Linked DNA regions of Pan troglodytes: region 2 is linked to region 1. Evidence: chromatin contacts called from public Hi-C data. All regions are on one chromosome and are shown on one strand. The core of a region is the stretch at or near the end of the contact, and the rest is flanking DNA. Distances in the headings are between cores, read along the strand shown.

What was found. Hi-C and Micro-C count contacts between places; a contact is called where the count stands out from the background.
Region 2: a Hi-C map of stem cell-derived neural progenitor cells shows a contact between it and region 1, with 4 times the contacts expected there. The contact joins the promoter of TLE4 here to the enhancer-like site in region 1. A contact is called at or near these places in 1 of 7 Hi-C or Micro-C datasets (stem cell-derived neural progenitor cells) and 1 of 1 datasets of contacts at active chromatin or transcription factors (stem cell-derived excitatory neurons).

What each region holds. Positions count from the first base shown.
Region 1 is chr11:69,095,491-69,100,945 of NHGRI_mPanTro3-v2.0_pri, reverse strand. No RefSeq gene overlaps it. Among named protein-coding and RNA genes, the nearest start is that of PSAT1, 320 kb to the right of the region's middle. Within about 2 kb of position 2,590, at least 2 of the 24 cell types and tissues checked have an H3K27ac peak or open chromatin away from gene starts, as enhancers often do. A contact at or near this core is called in stem cell-derived neural progenitor cells, where this site is marked.
Region 2 is chr11:70,066,563-70,071,976 of NHGRI_mPanTro3-v2.0_pri, reverse strand. It overlaps TLE4 (TLE family member 4, transcriptional corepressor), which reads right to left and starts at 3,949. Exons shown (of 19, transcript XM_063787791.1): 1 at 3,049-3,949; 2 at 2,099-2,196; 3 at 951-1,014. The coding sequence starts at 3,093.

The sequences.
Region 1 (5,455 bases), core at 1,341-3,840:
ACCAATGACAGATTGGTGTTCTTCTCACATTGCTTCACTCCAACCCTGCTTCCACTGTCACATCTCCTTCTCTGACTCTGCCCACCTCTCATCTTTTAAGAATCCTGTTATTACATTTGGGCCCACACAAATAATCCAGGATAAAAGGATAATTTTTCTATCTTAACATCCTATCTTAATCACATCTGCAAAATCCCTCTTGCCATGGAACATAACACATTCACAGACTCCAGAGATTCTAGTGTGGACTCTTTGGGAAGCTATCGTTTTCCCTACCATAGGAGCTCAATATATTGGCTAGTGAAGTCTTCCATTTCACAGGTGAAGAACAAGCGGCAAGGAGATGGAAGTTCTTGCTCACCAAAACGCCCTGGGGTAGAATCAGAACTACAATCCACATTGCCCACATTCCATCCCAGTACTCTAGAATACCCCAGTAAAACTATAATTTAAGATGAACCTGGTAACTAAAAAGAATATCATTAAAGCAACTATCTTTCTAGGACTGAAAAAGTTTTCCCAAATTCAATAAATTATTCTGTGATTTAACAGTTTTCTAATTATTAAGTATTTTAAGGTAATTCCTTGGCTGCCTAAAAGAGTTAATATTTCCTTTTAAATGTACTTGATTTGCAGAAAGAATTCTCATTTCATGCCATAAAGAAGGCTGAGGAAGGTCAAATTCACTTACTTTATAAAAGAATCTTCTAAATCAAATAAATTGCTTCATTTTATTTCACTTATTGTGATTAATATTTGGACAGTGGTTATAATTCCCTCTTCAGTTTTTTTGTTTTGTTTTGTTTTGTTTTTTAATGGACTTTATTTTTTAAAGTAGTTTTAGGTTCACAGCAAAACTGAGAGGAAAGTACGTACAGAGAGTTCCCATGTACCCTCTCCCCTCACACACATAACAGCCTCCTTTATTAAAAATATTTCCCACCAGTATGGTATGTTTGTTACAACTGACGAACCCACATTGACACATCATTATCCCCCAAAGTTCATAGTTTACATTAGGGTTCACTCTTGATGTTGTACATTCCGTGGGCCATAAGGGGTCAATCCATCCTCGTGGGATCGTAAATAGGTAATATGAAGCTTCCCATCTGACTGGGAGCCACCTGGGCTAAGGTCTTTTGACAGCAGGCGATGTTTCATGGATGCTTAGTGAATTGAAGATGAGCAAAAAATGCCCATTAGTTGCCTCTTTGGGCCCCAGCTCCTCTTCCCATGCAACAAAAAATGGCAACAAACAATCCCCCTGAATCGCCCCCCACCCCCTGCCATGGAAGAGATGAGCACCATCAAGGACAGGCAGCACTCACTCCCTCCAAGTACCTTCTTGTTTCCTAATGAACTTCAGCATTTCAATTCTTGGTATACACATCTTTAAAATGCCAGGCACCAGGCACCAAGCAATCCTCAAAAAAACAGACTTTTCCACAGTCTCCACCAAGGACTGCAGTCACCAGGGTGGTGAAATGGTCCAAGAACCTCTGACTGACAGCCCTGCCACAGAGCAGCACTTTGGGATTACTCCCACAACATCTTGCCTCCCCATCCACTTGACAGTTAAACAATACTTAGCGGAACGTGGTTTACAGTACAACTTAAAGTCAACAGTGGACTAGGAGCCAGGGCCTGATAAGAAAAGAAAAAAATTAAACAAATCAATCATGAAGCTAATGTTAGAAAGGGAATGGAACTCAACAACAGAAACAAGGGAATGGAGATGCATCGCCAGTTGAAATTTGAGCAGAAATACAAAGTTGATGAAGCAGAAAGAGGCCAGAAACTCTTTGCCATGAGGCTAAGCTGCCCTGCCTTTCTGCCCAGAACCAAGGCAAAGCTTTGCACATCTCCTGCAGTTCCTTTCTCTTGCACATCTGGGCTTCCCGCAGCCTAGGCAGCCACGGAGCATTTGGACGCTCTTAATAATAATGCTGGGTGCAGCCTTGTGTGCATCAGATATGAGGCTCCTCTCCAAGCAGAGCCCTCTGCCAAATGGGCCCCAGCACCTTGCCCCTTGCAGCCTGCTGATAATCTGCAGCTTGTCTGTAATTGTTGCGGGAACATGTACTTTCTTTCGCTGATGATTTTGGCATCCTCGCAGGACTCTACCCAAAAAGGCACTGAACAATGGGATGTGATTGTTTTGAAATGTACCCAACAGGAAGCCCTCCTCCGACACGCACTCAGGCCCCAGGCTTTAGGGATTGAACGGATTAATGGAGTTCAGCTGCAGTTTACAGTTTATCATCAACCAAGTGCTGCTCTGGCTGCCTGTCTTCCCTTCTCCAGCTTCTAAAGAAAAATAAAGGGAAAGAAGAAAGGAAGGAAAAGTAGCAGCCCCAGCACATTCACTGTATAACAATCTGAACAACGGAAAGGGAAAAAAATGCCCTCAGTGACCATGAAACTGACAAGGCTCCCCAAAATGGCTTCCAGCTTTCAGTTTGTCATGCAGAGCTGTCTCCCCTTCACTCTCCCAACCCTCTCCCCCGTTTATAATCATCGTTCAAAGTGGTGAAAGGCCTAATTGCCCCGAGCAGTGTGGTCAATCTTCCTGGAGATTTAGCTGCCTGCTTTCATCTGGCAGCCTGGGAGGGAACTCAGTATTTCCCTCCAGGCAATCTATATGGTCTAGCAGTTCACTGCGGAAAGTGGTGCCTTATCGATTTCTGCCATAGCTTCCATGGCTGACTCAAGGATCAGAGGCTCTGACAATGACTAACAAGTTTAAACCATTAGTCCCATTTGTAACTACTCAGCGAAAGGCTTGTCAGTCACCGCGTACCATATACTGCAGCTTTTAGCAGATTTCTAATCCCATTCATTTTGCCACAATGACCCCTGTAGTTAATGGGGGTTATCGGAAAACTATTTTTTCCCTTCAAAAGTGGTGCCTTTTTCTTCTTCTTCTTCTTTTAGGAACATAAAAACCATTTCGGTTCTGATGTTTCAAAATAGTGATGCAGGAAATGATCAGTGTCCCTCTTAGGAGAAAACCTGTATCCTGGTGTACGGTACGATATGTCTGATCCTGAAAACGCAGACAGAGTCAGGTGGCAGAGAGTGATTCATCAGAAACAGATCCTCTCTGTCTTACCCCTGTCTTACTTTTATAGAGGTTTGTCTTAACACCTGTTTTCTCCTCCCTCTGACCTAGAAGTGGATCATTTTCCTGTGAGAAACTTCTCTCTTTCTGGATAACTAATCACCCCACAGGCTAAAGCCTGTTACGTAAAGTGTGGTCCCCTGAATCAGCATCACCCAAGAGCTCGTTATAAATGCACAATTTCAAGCCTAGCCTTAGACATTCTGACTCACAATCTGTGTTCTAACCAAATCCCTGGATGATGGCTGTGCATTTGAAGGCTTGAGAATCACTGGTCTAAAGAAGCTATGTTTTTTCACTTTTACATTAAATACAGCAAAATTTAACATTTCCACTATATATTAGGATATTTTTAAGAAAAAAATGAGATTTTCTGCATAATAGTTCCAGTGATATTCTCCTTGTAGTTCTGACAATCGAATGTTTTTCATCTTCATATCCACAGTCGCTAATCCAGTACCTGGTGGAGGGTTAGTACAAGATAAATAGTTGTTGAACTATTCATGAACATATGTTGAATTCACAAGAATGAACAAATGAATGAGAATGAAGAAAGAAATGTGATGTGTCTCTCAGTGATATAGAGAGCCAGGACTGACGAAAAATGAGAAAGCTGGCTCAGAGGACAAGCCTCTCCATTCATTTTTTATGGATATTTAATAGTTACATATATTTTGGGGGTACATATGATTTTGATACCTGTATACAATGTACAATGATCAAATCAGGGTAATTGGAATATCCATCACCTCAAACATTATTCTTTCTGTTGGGAACATTGTAACTTTTCTATCTATTTTGAAATATACAATAAATTGTTGTTAACAATAATTTCCCTGCCATACTTTTGAATACTAGAACTTATTTCTTCTAACTGTATGTTTATACTTGCCCATCAACCAACCTGTCTTCATACCCTTCTCCACACTGCCTTCTTCCCAGCCCCTGATAACCATCATTCTACTCTCAATTGTCATGAGATCCACTTTCTAGCTCCCTCATATGAGTGAGAACATGCAGTATTTGTTTTGCTGTGCCTGGTTTATTGTCCTTAACATAAGGACCATCTGTGTTGCTGCAAATGACAGGATTTCACTCTTGTTTATAGCTGAATAATATTCCATTATGTATATGTACCACATTATCTTTATCCATTTATCCATTGATGGACACTTAGGTTGCTTCCAAATTTTGGCTATTGTGTATAGTGCTGTCATAAGCATGGGAGTGCAGATATCTCTTAGATACAAGGATTTTCTTTCTTTTGGATATATGACCAGCAGTGGGAATGCTGGATCATATGGTAATTCTATTTTCAGTTTTTTGAGAGTCCATTTTTTATTGTCTAAACTAAATGCTCACACCACCAAGTTGATCCCGTCCTAAGAATGGATTGAGACAATGCACTAGGTGGGGCTTTTCCTAGAGCATCTCTTTCTTTCCACGTCTTGGTCATTCGCCTCCCGTTTCTGCTGCTTACTCTCTCTCCTCTCACCATCATACAGAGTCTCTCATATGTTTGTTTGTTCTGATCATCAGTCTCCATCTCTTAAATGGACCACCTTGGCTCGTGTTTAGACACTGGTCATAAAAAAGTATTTGTGGGGAAGACTTAATTCCATCTTATCTCAAAAAACTTAAAACATATAAATTTAAATGTAGGGCAAATTTGATGGGAAAGTTAAAGACCAAAGCCATCTGAATCTTCATGCTGAATTGTTTTTTAAGCCTAAGACAAGGACTTGGGAAATAAAATTATCTTCTTCCAGTGATTACCTTTGGAAACAATTATTTCTGGAGCTTTCATCTATGGACTGCCATGTTGTGACTACTTAATTGCTGCCTGAAAAACAGAAAGCTGATTATGTGTTTTTGTTTTAAGGTAATCCTTTGACATTTTGAATAGTTACAAAAATAGGTTGTTTTGTGAGTTGCTAGCGAGAACCAGCAGGAAATTATTTCATTCGGGGGCAGATGGTGCTGGTGACTATACAAAAAGGGCTGGGTAGATGGCAGGGCAGGAGTAGACAAGTACACACACGCACAGAAGCTGAGGATGCCACAATTCTATGTTGTCTGAATTCTCAGCCTGCATCTGTATACCTTAAATAAATTATTCATAGATTTCCCACATCCAAGTTAAAAAGTGCCTTCAGAGTCAGGGTCTCCTCCCCACAACCCACCCACTATAAGTTTTAATATGTAATTGGAGAGCATGTAAAATAAATGGAAATGTCATTTGGCTTGTAACAAAAGACCTAAATCATAACGGATTATTGAGCGGCATCTTGTGGTCCAAAGTGAGTATGACACTCACGGAAAGCCAGTTGGCTT
Region 2 (5,414 bases), core at 2,700-5,199, 970 kb before region 1:
CAGTTTCTTTATACATCCCAAGCAGATGCATCAAAAAAGTCTGATGAAAATTTGGTATCCTACGGACTCTTAATTCCTAAGCACAGCAGGCAAGTTAACAGCAAAGAATGTCTTATACAAACGCTGATGTTTTGAAAGGAAGGTTGGAAAAGGTGATGCTACTTAGAGTTTGATTTCTGATTTGTTAGTGTACTGCTCATATTCACACATTCAAAGCAAAAAAGCTAGATAGAAAAATAAATGAGTGGGTTATTCTGGAGCTTTCTTGGACAATCATAAAAATATGCTTCATAATACTTCTGTAAAAGCAGATCTGGTTTTTGAATGTGTAGTATAACTGGCATAGAAATTCTGGCAGAACACATCAGTTATACAGGAGACTACAACATTCCTCAAACCAATATAACACTACAGAAATTGAAAACATACAAATATTAATGTAATAGTAACATAAAGAGAAAAAAATTTGAAAAATGGTCTGCTGTCTTTCCTTATCCATCACTCCTTTTCAGAGAAATAAAACATTATTTTTTAATAATGTCCTTAATAATAAGACATTTATAATGTTAACAGCATACAGAAAAACTGGCAAAAATTGTTTGGAGCAAGAGCAATAAAACAACAAAGAAAGCCACTAACACAAAAACATTTTTGCTTGTGACAAAACAAACAAGGTTTTGTTTTTATTTTTTTTCGATCTGTAAAAACAAAGCACAGAAAATTATACCCCATGTGGCTGAACTTTCTGAAAATTCCAATCAAAGCCAGTTGTCAAAGGCAAGTTATAACAGCCTAGAATTACAGGTTGCTAATAGACATATTCCCACAACTTCAACTGCACTGGCAGGGTGACTGTGATCTATCTTGCAGCCCCCAGCAATTTAAACGTATTCTTGTTTTTGGTATTCCAAACTAATAGGCACTTTGAATCTGTGACATGGTTTTCTTACCATGACATAATGCCGCTGCATCTCTGTCTTCTCACTGGCGAGTTTCTCACATTCCAGCTTCAGACTGTTCAAGACATAAGATACTCTAAGTACAATGATCTTAACTTACATCCTTCAACTCTTAAACGCATATTCTAAATCTCACCTACAAACACCTAAATCAACAATCTTAAATAAATACCCCCATCATTATGGAAAGGGAAGGGGAAAGGGGTGATTGGAACCAGTCTGGACTTGCCCCTTCAATAAGGATCATATATGTGGTTTTTTGTTTTTGGGATTTTTTTTTTAATTAAGTTTTAAGGAAACAAATCCTCTAATCAGTTTAATTCAGGAACTTCCTCCAGAATTGAATATTCACTTAATAAAACAAACACGAAAATAAACTTCAATAATGACTGCACATACAAGCACAAATAAGTCCTCCAAAACGTCACAAGGGAATTTCTTTAATGTTCTACAAAGAGATTAATGAAAATATGAATCAAGCATGTCTTATGAATGATATCTTGTTTTTTTCCCTCCAAAACACACAGACAAGTTGAATACCACCACCCAGGGGCAAAGTGTCAATCGGATTCAGTGGTTTGTTTTGGTTCTTGCATTTATGAAATAAGAATTAGGCATCATTAAAAAGCCAGCTAAAGAAAAATGTCTCAAAGGCACCCTAAGTCTAAAAATCGTCTATAAGATGAAAACAATTTTTTTTTTTTAGCATAAAAGTAATGAAATCGCTCACTCCGACTTCCCTGGGCTCTCAGCTCTTCAGTGGAATGGCAGAAAAAAGTGAGAAGGAATCAAGTCCGGAGTAATAAAGAACCAAGGATGTCAAAAGGCCCCAGAATCTTCCCAACCTTTCATTCTCCCGGCCCCAATAAATCAATATGGAAAGTTTGGCCTCAGCGTTTTCCAAGTCTCCCCAGTTTCGATTGTTCTGCCTTCTTTTTATTTACGGTAGAAGAAATGTTTAATTTATTTACACCTGCCTAAGGAAGGAGGCCTTGATTTGCCCTTTCTGCCCACCGAGAAAAAAAAAAATACCTTTGTGACGCCCCCACAAAAAAGGAGGAGGGTAAGTGTTTGTGTGTATTTGTCGGGGAGACAAGAGCTAAGCAAACAGAAGGATCAGCTAAAGTCAATATCGTTACCTGTGGTATTGAGCCTGTAAAAACTGAAACTCTTCCTTAATCCGATCACAGGATTCGGAAATTGTAAATTTAAAGGGTTGAGCAGGCTGATGCGGTGCCTGAAGAACAACAATAAAATATTTAATTAGCCCACATCACAGGCGAAACAGGGAGACGGAGAAAACATACCATGCGGCGTTAGCGGGGGGTGAGGGTCATCGCGCACGCAGGCAAAAAGAGAGATTAAAACTCTCCTCCCGCAACCCTCCTCGCGCCCAACAGCCCAGGCAGAGGCTGGTTTCGAGGTGGTCCTGGGGCCCCGCATACTCCCGCCCGCAGGCCCCCGCGCCCCGGACCCCGAGGGTTCGAGTCCCGTCTCCCCTCCCCGGCCAAAGACAGGCACCCAGGGACCCGCGCGCCGCGCCCACTCCCTCCTCACCCGGAATCGAAACTGGCCCGTCGGGGGGACCCGCGCCATGGCGTCGGGCTGCGGTCAGGCCGGGGGAGGGAGGCGGCCGCCACCCTCTCGGCTCGTTCGTTCGCCCGCTCGCCCCGGGGGCCCGCGGCGCGAGGGGCCGGCGCCCCGCACTTCCAAACCGCAGCCAGCCCAGCAGCGCTGCTGCCGAGGGCGCCCTCCCCGCCCGGGCGCGGAGTCGCGCCTCCTTCATCGCTCGCCACCCCCCCTCGAGGAGTCGCGGCGCGGGGACCGCAAACGGCTCGGCGCGGCTTCCAGGGGCTTCAAAGACAACAATAAGAAAATGGCTACAACTCAATTGCCTCTCCGCACCCCCTCCGAGGGCCACCGCGCCGGGGGGTGGGGGTGATGGCGGGCGGGCTGCTCCCGGCGCGGGGCGCCGATTTCGGGCGGCTCTCCACGCCCCTCCGGCCAAAAGACACAACTCGGTGCGCAGGGGGCGACGCGGGGAATCCCCCAGCACCCGGCGAGCCCGCGCCCCGCCGCCCGCACTCACCGGGTGTCTGGTCTGCGGGTACATCTTGCTCAGGTCGCGAATCATCCAAGCCGATTTAGTTGGCTGCGCTCGGCAGAGGCGCGCGGCTCATTGGCTTTAATGACCCCGAAGAGGAGGCGGCCGCGGCAGCGGAGGCGGCCGGCTCGGTCTGAGGGGCGGCTCGGGCGGTCCCGGCCCCCGCCGGGTCTCGCGTGACACGGGCGGCAGGAACGCGCGGCGGCGGCTGGGTGCCGGCTGCCGGGCCGCTCCGCATTCCCCGCGGGCGTCACTGGCCCGCCGCGGGCATTGTCCGGCGCGCGTCTCCCAAGGCAACGCTCCGACGTTCGCTCCGCCGAGGCGCACCCGCCGAGCCCGGCGCCGCGGCCGCCGCTCACCCGGCCGGGAAAGTGCGGGCTCCGCGCCCCACCGCCCGCCGGCAGCTCCTCTCGCTCGCTCTGCGTCCCACTCCAAACTTTTTTTATTTGTCTTTTAATTGGTTGTTATTCCTCCGAATGAATGATCTTTCTTCTTCCCTAAAAGCAAACACAAACTCCTTTGGTTCGGAAGAGGTCTCGGCGGTGCTTTTTGGTTTCTCTGGAGATTTTTTTCACTTCACAGCAACGATCTTTTAAAAGGCACCTTTTAGCTTCTTTTACCACATCTCATTTCCTTATTTTTCTTCCTTCCTGTTTTCTTGTCTTTTTTTTAACCCCAAATTGAAGGGGATTATAAAAATAAAAGAGTGAAACGCTTGCGGCTTTTTTTTTTAATTCTCTCTCCTTTCAAACTCTGCGAACACCACCTCAAAATAATATACAAGTGTGTGAGAAAGGGGGAAGAAAGCAGCCAACAACCCAAACACCCGCTCAGCACAGCTCTAACAACACGCTCTGTGTAGGTGACTTCTTTGACCAAATTTAGCAGCAGCTAATCATTAACATTCTGATACATATTCACAATCTTCCGCGGGGCGGCCGCGCAGCATCCCGGGAGATGTAGTCCGCTCCGGGCGACCCTGCCTGAGAATACGGCCAGATTGACTACAATCACCGGCCCGCCATGCGAGCGCTCTGGCGAGCTCTCCAAGCGGCCCGCCCACCCCCGTTGCGGTAGGCGTCTCCAGCAACCAATCAGAGGTGGCTGAACATTAATCGCCGTTCTGTGTTAGTGCCCATCATTTCACTGCTGACAAATGGCAAGCCAGCGGGGAGGAGCCAACCCAGCTGAAACCCACGTGGGGGCCGGGCGTCGCCTGTAGCTCCGACCAATTAACGAAGAGGAATGAGGTTGGCGGAGGCGGGGCGGAGATGGCCCGCCCAAGGCGGAGCTTCGCCTTGGCTGACGTTCCTTAGCGCGAGCGTTCGAACCGGGAAAACATTTGTTCAGCTGTCAATCAAAGTAACGTGGGGCTGGGAGAATCGGCGGCTGCTGCTGTTGCTGCTGCCCTGGCTGCATCTTCAGAATTAGGTGTTGGTGGTGGTGGTGGTGGTGGTGGTGGCGGCAAAATAAAGAGGGTGGAGGGAGCGGTGAGCCTGAGGGCTGGTCAAAAGATCTTCTTCCGAGTCTCGTCCTCCCGCCCACCCGTCTCCCAACCCAGACACCTTCGGCCCCTCGCTCCGCAGCCGCGCCAGGAATGCGGACTAATTAGGGTCCAATGTCTCCTTAAAGAGACAAGCTCGGCCTTGTGTGACGCGCCGAAACCCCTGTTGAGACAAGAGGGGGAGGATCACGCTGATCTTACTTCGTTCGGTTCACATCAATTTTACGCGCCGCTGGAGCCGGCATAATTTTCCGTGTGAACGCGGACTCGGTCCCCGTTCTTGTTTAGAGCCAGAAATGGAGTCGCGAGATGCTGGCTGGGGCCGGGGCCGCGGGGTGGGCGTGGAGCTCGTCCCTCCAAGCCCCGCGGGGGCTGTGATTGCCATTTAGTTCCGAAACAGGCCTCCCTCCCTCCACCCCCGGAGGCACTCGGAGAGAAAGCGCATCCCGACGCTCCATCGGGGGTCGCGGGGGGCAGTAACCGTGGGGGCTCCGGGTGGGGCTGAAGATCCGGGAATCAGAGACGCTGGACCTCCAAAGAAACTTTGCCGACTGGGCCACGTGAACCCCGCACACGGTCGGTACTGAACAGAGCAGGCCGACGGGGCACGGGTAGAAAACGCCCCTGCGCGCCCTGGGACGTTCCCTCCCCCAGATCAGTACCAAGACTGCGCCTCTTTTTCCCGCTCTTTGGAGAAGCGAGTCAAGTTTATCCCCGTTAAAAACAGAGCAGGGTGCCACGCGGGCCCGAGAGATGGCGGAAAGGTGGGGGTGGCCCCAGGGGCAGATGCTGGAGGAGGAGAGAAAGGGGCAGCCATGGCTGAGGAGGGTCACCCCTAGGGAGGGGC